2 separate regions of the Mus musculus genome follow, and region 2 is linked to region 1. A link is a contact called in public promoter capture Hi-C data. All regions are on one chromosome and are shown on one strand. Each heading gives the region's core, a stretch centred on a gene start, on an enhancer-like site or on the middle of the called end of the contact. The rest is flanking DNA. Distances are from core to core; before and after follow the strand shown.

What was found. Promoter capture Hi-C pulls out the DNA fragments that hold promoters and counts their contacts.
Region 2: a promoter capture Hi-C map of liver shows a contact between it and region 1. The contact joins the enhancer-like site here to the promoter of Itch in region 1. A contact is called at or near these places in 2 of 39 promoter capture datasets (both in liver), 1 of 484 Hi-C or Micro-C datasets (nephron progenitors), 2 of 115 datasets of contacts at active chromatin or transcription factors (both in embryonic stem cells) and 1 of 9 other capture datasets (adipose tissue).

Annotation. Positions count from the first base shown.
Region 1 is chr2:155,129,775-155,135,317 of GRCm38.p6, reverse strand. It overlaps Itch (itchy, E3 ubiquitin protein ligase), which reads right to left and starts at 1,837. Exons shown (of 25, transcript NM_008395.3): 1 at 1,733-1,837.
Region 2 is chr2:155,178,602-155,184,702 of GRCm38.p6, reverse strand. It overlaps Itch (itchy, E3 ubiquitin protein ligase), which reads right to left. Exons shown (of 25, transcript NM_008395.3): 7 at 5,616-5,661; 8 at 3,992-4,149; 9 at 2,350-2,545; 10 at 873-968. Among named protein-coding and RNA genes, the nearest start is that of Itch, 48 kb to the right of the region's middle. Within about 2 kb of position 4,687, at least 2 of the 459 cell types and tissues checked have an H3K27ac peak or open chromatin away from gene starts, as enhancers often do. A contact at or near this core is called in liver, where this site is marked.

The sequences.
Region 1 (5,543 bases), core at 588-3,087:
CTGAGTGTGAACCCTAGAACACACAGGAAAGAGGAAACACTCTTGACTTCCAACTCAAGTCATGGTGTGCGCATGCACACATACACACACACAAATAAACAAATCTCAAAACTTCTCCCGAGCCCACTCTGTTGGTTAAGCACCTATAATCCCAGCACTTGGGAGGGAGAGGCAGGAAGACAGAATGACGTTTGATGCCAGCCTAGGTTTACACACAGTGTGTTCTAGTCCAGTCAGCGATACAGAGCAAATCATGTCTCAAAACAAAAACAAAAAAATTAAAAGCTCTTGTAATTACACTAATGGCCAAACCTTGGGACCATGGATCAGTCTGTCTCTTAAGTAAATCTTTGTTGTTGTTTTGTTTGTTTGTTTGTTTGTTTTAAAGAATGTAGAATTTACTCTAGAATACAGTAAAAAGTATTAGGCACTTGCTTTTGGATTCATAGTATATATATCCTTGTTGACATCTGAAGTTTGAATTCCTGAACTCACACATACAAAGTATATTCACTGTTCAAAAGAAAATTTCAATCTTTTTTAAACCTGCAAAATTAAGCCTTAGGTAACCCTGTGATACACAAGGCTGAATCTCAAACTTGCCCCCAAAAGACTTTATTTCAGATGAGAACCAAGCCCTCTGCCAATCCTGGGAGTGAACATACACAGCCTTTACCTACTTTCTTAAGATAAGGATACAGGAGAACCACCCACTTAAGAGAATGATGATGGGTGGCTAGATGGTGTTCTGTCAACTGTGAAGAAGAAAACCTCCCTCTTCTCCCCACTGCCCCCTTTAGAACAAGTTCACTGCAGCTTAAAGAGGAACAGAAGTCTCAACAGGATTAGGATTCTAACACAGCCAAGAAAACAAGCGAGTGGGGAACTGTGAATTTGGGGTACTTTGCAAGTCACCTGGTCACATCTCTAACTTTAGGCCCAATGCCTACTTCGGGTGCACTGACCCTTATATATTTTTTTTCTCTCTTGAAGTTGCAGCCGGGAACTATGTCTCAAAACTCAAGTCTTCTATTTAAAAGTCCTGCCCTCATTGGGCTTCCACCTTTCAAATGCGCTCACCTCTACTTTTTTCTTTGCTCAAGAAAAGTACGCTCTCGGTAGAAAGGGCTGTGACAGCTCCACGTCTGCAAAAGTCGGTGGCGCCGGCCTGGGCCGGGACCACCATGAGTGGGGACAATGGAGGGAGGAGGGAAGTACAAGACAGAAGGGGAAGCAGTCACTGGGGAAGGTCCTCTGCGAGTGGGAGCTTGGAAAAGTCTCGGGGGGAGCCTGCCAGGTGGCAGGTGGGCCCGGCCGCCGCCCCTCAAAGGGCCACGTCGCGCGGGCGGGCCGCTGCCACCGGGCCCCGCGCGTAGGCCGGGCCGCGGGAGAGGAACCCCCGGGCGCGGCAGCGGGGCGCGGGGCTGGACCCTGCCCACGTCCGCCGCGGCTCGGCTCTCTCCCAACTTGGGGCTCGCGGGCCTACAGGCTCCGGACGCCTAGGCCAAGCACTAGCAGTTCGGCTCGACCTGCTGACCCACCCGCCACTCGGCTCGGGCCACCAGCCGGCTCTCCGGGCGCCCCCCACGGACACCGGCTGCGGGAAGAGCAGCCCCGGCTCTAGGTCCAGACTCGAGCGCCACACTCCTCTACCCTTCGCATTCCCCATGCCTTTTCATCCAAACTCCCTCCAAGCCACAGAAATGACCCCAGTCTGCCTGCGCGTGTTTACCGGGACTCGGGGCGGCGACGACTCCTCAGTCCCTCCGCTAAGATGGCAGCCGGTCCCGAGCCCCGACTACAGCGACTAGAGCTACTTCACACCTAGTGCGCAGGCGCGGCCTCCTCGGCGCAGTCCGGACTACAGGCCCCAGCAGGCCTTGCGCGCCAGCCTCCTAAATCATTTTTCCTCACCTCCAGGTGAAGTGGACACTAAGCCTTGCTCTCTACATCTCCAAGGCTTTTTTCTTTTCTTCCTTCCTTTCTCCTTTCCTTTCTCCCTTCTTTCCTTTCTTCTTTCGTTCCTTCCTTTTGACCCCTTCTTCCCCGCCAGGACCTCTAAAGACTGTTACCAAATGCTAGCGTGTCTCAGAATCACTTGAACAGCTTTTAAAAACAGACTGCTGAGCTCCACCGCCAGTTTCTGACTCAGTAGATCTGGGATGGAATAGGGGTTGCTTTATAATCTGCATTTTTATCAAGTTCTCTCCTGATACTCCTAACAGCAGGAATCACAATTTATGAAGCACTGTGCCGGTTCTATCCTTCTGGAGTTACACTGTTTGGGTTCAAATTCTCCTTTCTCCACCTTTTGACAGGAAGTTCTTAGGAGGGTGACAGCTTGACAGCGCCAAGGCGGCATGAGTTATAAAAACTGAAAAGCATACTTCTAAACGTTTACAACAAAACTATGTGAAAGATGCCATTGGTTACCTTTTCAGATGCTTAAATTAAACTTCTTAACCCAGGCAAAACACATCTAATCCTACCGAATTAATAGGCTGTGCAGTGGTAATAATAGAGGCACGTGATAATTAGCAAACTTTGCTATTATTGTTTATCCTGTTTCCTCGTAAGGAAACTATCTAGAAAGTCACTTAAACTTTTCGAAATACCTTTGAAACTACCATATTATGAATTATGTGCTGAGTTTATTAAACAAAAAAGATTCTGAGTTGGGAGGATGGTTCAGTGGGTAAAGGCTCTTGCCATGCAAGCACAAGGATGTTTGAAACCCCAGCATTCATATAAAAGCTGGCACCAACGGACCCCTAACAGTGGTGGGCAGACATAGGAGCTCCCTAGTCAACGCCCTAGACCACACAGCAAGCTTCAGGTTCCATTAGAAGACAGAGACAAATGGATCTCTGTGGGTTCAAGGCTAGCCATGTCCAAATATCTTGAGAGTTCTAGACCAACCGAGGTTACGTGGTGAAACCCTGGGTTTGGGTTTTTGGGATTTTGTTTTTGTTTTTTAGTTTTGGTTTGGTGTGTTTAAGTATTTAAAAGTTCTTCTGCACTTCCAGCCAATGTTTGCCACATTAGGGATTAAGCTGTAAGAGTTGGCTCAAGATGTAACTCACTAGTAGATACTTACATAGCATTGATGAGGCCCAAGATTTTATCCCCAATATTGAGAGAGTGGTGTGCTCTAGGAGAATCTGGGTTGGTTTCTTGTTTCGTTTTGTTTTGTTTTTTAAACTAGCATCCCAGATGATTCTTGTCACTGGGCATACTATAAGATATTTTAACAAATATTATAAATATATTTTGTTACTTTATTATTTTGTACAGAAAACAACTGAATATAAAGGAAATTATTAATTGGCCCAAGATCACTAACACAGAAACCAAGGTTCCAAGCCAAGTCATCTAGTTCCAGATAATCTTTATCTACAGTTTTTTCTTTATTTAGGGGACAAATTCTCACTAACTAACTCAGACTGGCCTCATGCTCAGGATGCTTCACGCTCAACCTTCCCAGTAATGAGATTACAAGCATGAATTACCACACTCAGCTTGCCTACATGGGTTTTGCATTTCTATTTTATTTATTTTTATAAGTGTGGAGGTCAGAGGACAACTTCTAGGAACTGGTTCTCGGCTCCCACTGTGGGATCCAGGTATCAGGCAGGGGTGGAACCCAAGTAGTCAGGTTTGTAGATTGGTTGGCCAAGCCCCATAATTTAAAACTTCTCCTTTTTTGGGTTTGTTTTGGTTTTGGTTTTTTTGAGACAGGGTTTCTCTGTGAAGCCCTGGATGTCCTGGAACTCACTTTATAGACCAGGCTGGCCTCTCGAATTCAGAAATCCGCCTGTTTCTACCTCCCAAGTGCTGGCACTAAAGGCGTGCGCCACCACTGCCCAGCTCAATTGAAAACTTCTATGATAGTAGGTAAAACTAACGTGATGAAAGTTAAAAGCTATACTCCAAACTTCTCCCAAGAAAATCTTTTTAAAAAATTATTGTTCTGGGGATTTAATGTTGGATTTGTATATACTATACATGTGCTATGTCCCTAAGATGGACCTAACCCCTAGAAGTTTAGAAAGTTCTAGATGAAGCCAAGAATGGGCATTTTCCCAGTGATGCTGACACCCAGGAATCACATTTTGTGACCTACTGAACTATATACTGCCTTAGCCTTCTGCCAGTGTCAATGGGGGAATCATCTCTGACCTGCAAGGCAGGAACTAGCAAGAATTAACAATGTGGACTTCAGAGAAATATGGATTTTTAAAATTCAGTCCTTCTCCCAACAACTCACTGTTACTGAACCAATGTCCAACTGCTTGTCACTGAATGTCAGCCCTTTTCTAGAGGAAAATGATGAGAAGGAAACCACGTTTATTCAGAGACTGACATCCTGAGGAGGTGGAGCCCAGTGCCTCCAAGGTTCATCTCAGGAAACTTGAGGTCACAAAGTTTGTGTGTATGTGCGTGTGCGTTTATCTGTATATCTGTGTGGCTCAGTGTATGTGTTTGTGTGTGTATTTGTGTGTCTCTGTGTGTTTTTGTCTCTGGGGTTGAGGGATTTCAGAGGGCAGAGGTAGAATCTAAGTGTCTTCTTCAATCACTATTTTCTGAGATAGAGTGGCTTACTAAGCCAGGAGGTCACCAATTCAGCTAGACTGGCTGGCCGGCACACTCCAGGGGTCCTCCTCTTTCCCACTTTCCAGTACTGGGATCACAGGTATGTGTCACCAAGCCCAGCTTTTGACATGGATACTGGTAATCACAACTTTATATTTGTGCAGTAAGCACTCTACCTACTAATAAGCTATCTCTCCAGCCCAATGAAGGGCTTTTATAAGAAATGAAAACACTGAAGCCGGACGTGGTGGTGCACGCCTTTAATCCCAGCCCTCAGGAGGCAGAGGCAGGCAGATTTCTGAGTTCAAGGCCAGCCTGGTCTACAAAGTGAATTCCAGGACAGCCAGGGCTATACAGAGAAACTCTGTCTCGAAACCCCACCCCCCAAAAAAGAAAACACTGGAGGGTGAGGATGGTGATGGGCAAACCTAGAACAAGTAACAAACATATTACCTCTCTCCAAGCTCAACATCATACCAACTTACGTGTTTTGTGTTATCTGATGCCCCGAATCCAAGGACATGGAATGGCTGTACACATTCCGATATTATATGAAGGTCAGGGTTCTAAATCTAAACTAAGACGACTTAACAATTAACACCTTAATCACCTAAGTTGAAATTTTTTCTTGAGAATCTAGAATAAGAATTTAGAATACCCAGCAAAGGGAGGGGAATGAAAAGCAACCCAGCCCAGGGAAACACGCAAGTGCCAAGCCAAGGTTACAAAGTCTTACAGTCATCTGAGCCTCAACAACCAAATCACCAATATGAAAGTAGTAGATCCTGGAACAGAGATGTGAGGCTCAGCCCAGAAGCGAGGCTAGCCCATCTAGCCCTCCAAAAAACCAACCAAAGAGAAAATAACCTCGACAAGCAAACAAAGGAGATTTGCTGCAATATGAACATGGTGAGAACAACAGAGGTCCAGTGAGCCCCTCGGGTCCAACT
Region 2 (6,101 bases), core at 3,438-5,937, 47 kb before region 1:
CAAATTCACAAACCCTACAAGACCAACAAACACTCTAAGCCACTGAACCATCTTCAACCTCAGAGTAGATGTGCCCCTCACCCCATATTTGCTATATATTCCCTTTGAATTAAAAAATATATTTTCTTTCAATCTTATGTAATATATATTAAATGCTCAGTACTATGTTATCAACATGTCCTTAACTTTCTGAACCATTTGCAATGCTTGTAATATACATTAACGTTAATAAGAGAGACTTTATCCTAATAGATACGAGGAGCTGTAACTCCTTCCTCGGGGTGGAGGGGCTAAGACAGCTCTTACATCATAGGCTGGCTTCTCACTCCATGCAGAGCTGAGGATGTCCCTCATCTCCTGATCCTCCAGTTTCACCTCCCAAATGCTGACAATTCAGACAAGTGCCACCATGCTTAGTAGAGTTATAACTCTTGACAAAACTAATTTAAAATTGTGTGACTCTTAGCTGGCTAAAAAGCTCAGAGAGAAAAATACAAAGAACAAGAATTATGGAATCTTTAAATTAGAAATGATAAAAATAAAAATCACTCATCATGGTATGGCAGCATAGGTCTGTAACCCCAGAACTTCCAAGGCTGAAAGGCTGAGGCAGGAGGATCAAGAATTTCTTCTGGAATATGCAGTGAGACTCTATCTCCAAAAACAAACAGTAACACAGCAACAACCCTCAGCACACTCACTCAGAGCCCAGCACGCTCACTCAGAGCTGGTGCTCCAGCTCTCGTCCTTCTAGTCTGTGTCTAGCATAAAGCAAAGGAGAGGAAGAGGAGAACAGGGACTGAAGGAAACCGCAGGTACAGACACAATTTGTTCTTCTGGATTAACTGCCATTTTTAAATTCAGACACTTACCCAGGAGGTAGAGGTTCTGGTCTATCCCATGTTGTTCGCTTTTCAACATGGTCTACATAGTAAACACGCCCATGCTGGTCTACTCTCTGCTCCCACCTTAAATAGAAATCAAAGACTAGTAAGAACATTTTGTATTAATTTGGCTTTTTAATCCTGACTACACCTTTTCACCTTAAATAATCATCTTACATAACTGAAAAAAAATGAGCCTGTTATTCTATACAGGAAAAAACAGAATTAAAATACAATCAAGAAATGACATCTAAAAAGAGAGGGAAAAGCCCAAGAGTGAATGAGTTTTCTTTTTTGTGTTTGTTCTGGAAAAAAAATCATGCATTTCAAAGCTAGTCAGTCAATCTAGAAGAGCAGAATGTCTCAATCTAATCTGGCTATACTCAGAACCTGAGAGGTAAAGAGAGCATCAATGCCTGAAACCTCAACAACTGAGCTAACCCAAGGGCAGCATTTTGACTACATTCTACAAAAACAGAATTCACAGCATAAGTCTTAATCAAAGATATTCTTGCACCTTACAGAGGAGAGCTACCGACCAGCCGCTGTCACACTCTAGTCTGTGCAGGTTTGTCGCCAAAGAGAAGAGGAAAGCAGAAAACCACCACAGTTTGTTCCTTTCACAGTTTTGCTTATTTATTTTTATGTGTATGGGTATATAGACATGTCTGTATGCCACATGTGTGCCTGGTGCTCACAGAAGCCAGTAGAGGACATCAGATCCCTTGAGAGTGGAGTTACAGACAGAATCAAAACTGGGTCCTCTAAAAGAGCAGCCAGTTCCAGATCTTAAATCTTTTTATTTACTTATTTTTTTGGTTTTACAAGACAGGGTTTCTCTGTGTAGCCCTGGCTGTCCTGGAACTCACTCTGTAGACCAGGCTGGCCTCGAACTCAGAAATTCACTACCTCTGCGTCCCAAGTGCTAGGATTAAAGGTGTGTGCCACCACTGCCCGGCTTATAATTTTTTATTACTTGGCTTTTGTTAACTTTCTATGGTGGTGGTGGGATCCCACCATAGAAACTGTGTTTTGTTTTCCATGTGTAATGGTGCATACTTGGGCAGTAGAGGTAGAGGGTTTGGTACTTCAAGGCTACAGTCACCTACACAGTGAGTTTGAGGTCAGTGCAGGGTATGCAACAGTCTACCCTCAACGCTCAAAAAAACATCTGAGGGACATCTCATGCTGCAGCCCAAGTTGTCCTGGAACTCACAACAATCCTTCTGCCTCAGATACCCAAGTGCTGAGATTATAGGCATGTGCTAAAATACCTAGCTCATTTTTTTCCTACTTCCCCAAAAGAAGAGGTAGTACTTAAAATACAGTAAGCTTTCTTGGATTTAAAACTCCCCAAATCAATTACAATTACTTAAAAGACAATTATGAAAGAATATACTACAATCCTTTTCAATTAATGAGTACACGCAAAGGCTTAAAAACCCAAATATTAACGGTTACTTACCCAGGTGGTAGGGGAGCTTGGCTTACAGTATTCAGAGGCCTAGGGCCCGAGCCTCCAGATATAGTAAGAGGAATTATTAATCCAGATGTTGCTCCTTCAGATGTACTTGTATTTACATTTGTATTTGTTGGTGGCAAGGAGCCTGTACTAGATCCATCACTGTCAGAATTCGTGGATGGTGAGCCATTGACAGAAGCTATACAAAGTTTGGGTAAAAGAGAAGTTTTTGCTTTCTGAAATCTAAAACCAGCACAGAATTTTAATTTAAAAATTAAAAAGTTGATGATAAATAAAACCTAAGATGTGGATATATGGGTCTCATCAAATTACACAGCATATATTACTCTGAATTCATAACCATATAAATAACTACTTAGTTGATTTTCGTGGTGCAAGGACCTTGTGTATAATAGACAAGTATGAGCTACAACTCCTAGCCCAGTAAAATCTTTTAAAATAAAAAACCATGGGTACCACTTTCCAGATCCTTCAAACTGCCTTTTCTATGTGACTCTGAATATCTGAGACTAATTTCTGATGTTGATAACGAGAAAATGGATATTCTGTATAAATGCTACTAAATTCATATTGTTTTTACATGAAATAAACATTTTTTTTGCTTTAAAATTATCATTTACTAGTAAGCTTGAATTTTTTATCAGATTTATTCACTTATTTTTGGTGTGTTTGGTTTGCATGTATGTCTGTGCACACCACATGTGGTACCTGGAGAGGTCAGAGGAGAGCATCCACTGAAACAGAAGTTATGGGTGCTGGGAACTGAATACAGTTCCCCTGCAAGAGCAACAAGGACTCTTAACAGCTGAAGTCCTTTTTCCCACCCCTACCGCCGGTCAGCTTTTTAAGAGATACAATGGACTAAGCAACCAAATTATTTTGTATAAGATGTGTCACAGTCATCAACCACACAAAGTTTCCATCTAACTACACTATATTGTTTATACTTTATATAATACATGTTATTTTCATACATTCATTTTTTCATTCATTCATTCATTCATTCATTCTTCCCCCCTGCTCCACCCCCCAGAAAGGGTTTCTCTGTGTAGTCTTGGCTGTCCTGGAACTCTCTCTGTAGACCAGGCCCACCTCAAACTGCAGAGATCCATCTGCCTCTGCCTCCCGTGTGCTGAGATTAAAGGCGTGCACCACCAGCACCCAGCATTATTTTCATTCTTATTAAAGTCCTGTCCCACATAACTTCATTCCTAAAAGAATAACTTACAGAAAGGCAATTCTAAGCTGCTTATGGCAAGGCCATTCTCAGTCAAGTTTTTAAACGTAAAAAAGCAGAAGCCAGATATGGTGGCTCATACCTGCAACTCCAGCACTTGAGAGTTGAAGCAGAAGGATGACTAGGTTGGAGACCAGCCTATGCTACAGAGTAAGATCCTATCTAAATAAAATACCAATGACCCGAAACAGCTTCCCTGACACCTACGTAATAGTCAGTTCCCAAACAGAACATTATTTAAAAACACTAGGCATGGTAGTACACACTCCTGATCCCAGGCTGAGGAAGAAAACATTTGAGGTTAACAAGGACATCATCTGGAGACTTTATTAACCCTTCCTACAAAAAAACTTATTATTTATAAAACAACACTGAAGGCTGGAATACCTGGTCTTCGTGGGGTGGGTGGAGGTGGTCTCGAAGGTCTAGGAGGTCTAGAAGGCTTAAAACCACCATTTGAAAGGGACGGAGAATTGTTCCCATTGGCCCTCTTGTTTTCCCCTGACGCTGCAACCTCAGGGTCCTCTGATCCATTTGTGCTCACTCTGGATTAGAAGAAAACCACCTTATGATATCATTTATTAAAAAGACATTTATTGAAGAGAACCTTTAAACAATGTAACTTTTGAAGGCACCAAAATCATACATATTGCTACTGTTAGGACATCCATTCTCACGATTTTCTCTTGAGAAGCCTGCACTCATATCTTGGTGTGCACTGGCCTTTTCTTAAGCGGCTCTTTCCCTTAACCTTAGGCTTACATCTATGTTAAAAACCTTTGTAGCCAAACAGGGCTACACATGCCTCCAACACAGCATCCAGGAAGTAGCAACAAGAGGAATTGGGGCATTCAAGACCAACCGTAACCACAAATAAAGTTGAAGGCCAGAGAAGCTACATGAGAATAAAGCCACTTTCCCGTGTGAAAATGAATAGTGCAGTTCTCAGTAAGAAGTTACCTAAGAGTGCACTTGTAAGATTAATACAAGTGTGATTCTAACAAGGAGGAGTTCTAGTTGTGACAGAACCACACTATGGACTTTGGTTTTCCTAAAGACTTTAACCCTGTGTTGTTTGTTTTTTCCTTCTGGGAATAGAATCCAGGGCTTTGGGCACATTGGATGAATGTTCCAGCAAATGAGCTACACCCAAGCCCTTTAAAATATTTTAACATGAAAATTTCCATGCATTACAAAAGTAGATAGGTAAAATAGGAATTTTCTGTACTAGTCTACCCAACTTCCAAACCATAATATTTTGCTCTATTTCCTTTTATATAGCACAGTCTAGCCTTAAAAATCAAGTTATCAGCGTTGGTCTTTGAATGCTTGACCCTCCTGACTCTACCTCCTAAGCACTGGGACTCCAGGTCTGTCCCCTTCTTGGCTCCTGCTTCATCTGTTCTCCCCAGCAGCAATGTGATAAGATGACATGTTCTCTTTCTAATAACTTTCCATTATAATCCACAACATTGTTTTTTTGGTTCTCATATTTTTTAAAGATTAATTAATTAATTAATTAATAAGTAATTACTTGTGTCTGTGTATAGGCACATATATTTATACAGGTGCCCATGGAAGGCCAGAGAGGTGTTGGTCCCCTGGAACTGGAGTTACATGCAGTTTGTGAGATACTCAACATATGTGCTAATAGAATGTGTTTTGTTTTGTTTTAAAGATAGAGTTTCTCACTTAGTAGCCTAGGCTAGCCCAAGTCTACACTATGTAGTCCAAGCTGGCTTTAAACTCATGGCTAGCCACCCAAATGCTGGGATAATATAGATAAGTCAAAATACTTGGCCCATAGCTTATCAATCTGAACCTGAAAGTTAGTAATTATTCCTGAGTATTATGTATGCATTTATGCATGCATACACAGATGTGTTTACATGAGTGTCTGATCTCCTGAGCCAACCTTCTAGCCCCCTAAACCTGATGTTGAAATAAATTGATCAAGTTAACGTTCTTGCACATTTCTGCACTCTGTGGTAAGCAGTCATGAGCTTCTTACCTTGTATCATCTCTGGTTCTGCAGCCATCATCATTCTGTGTAGTACCTTTAACATCAATAAGTTTAAATAAAATGAGATTCAACAGAATAGTTTTCAACTTAAACTAAAAGAAAGAAAAAAAGCAAAGCCTTTTATTAAACTATTAAATCTTTCTAATAACAACTATAAATCCAAACATGATTTTTAAAGGGAAAACAGGAAGCTCAAATTCTTCAATTCTATACAAATGCATATCATTACTTAGTCAGAGGTTAGTTAAGGTATGTCGCTCACACCTCACTTCTGCATTTTTTGACTCTAACTCAACAAGCTGGCACTGATTCCTCGTGCTTTCCCCTCAGCCTCGTGAGGAGTAGTGTGCACCTTCACACACAGCTTTTAACCATTTACTTCATCTGAAATATGGGAGAAAGGTACAGACAATACAAAAACAACTCCAAAATAACAGAGCTATTAATAACCCTTTATATAAAAGAGCTTGGGGA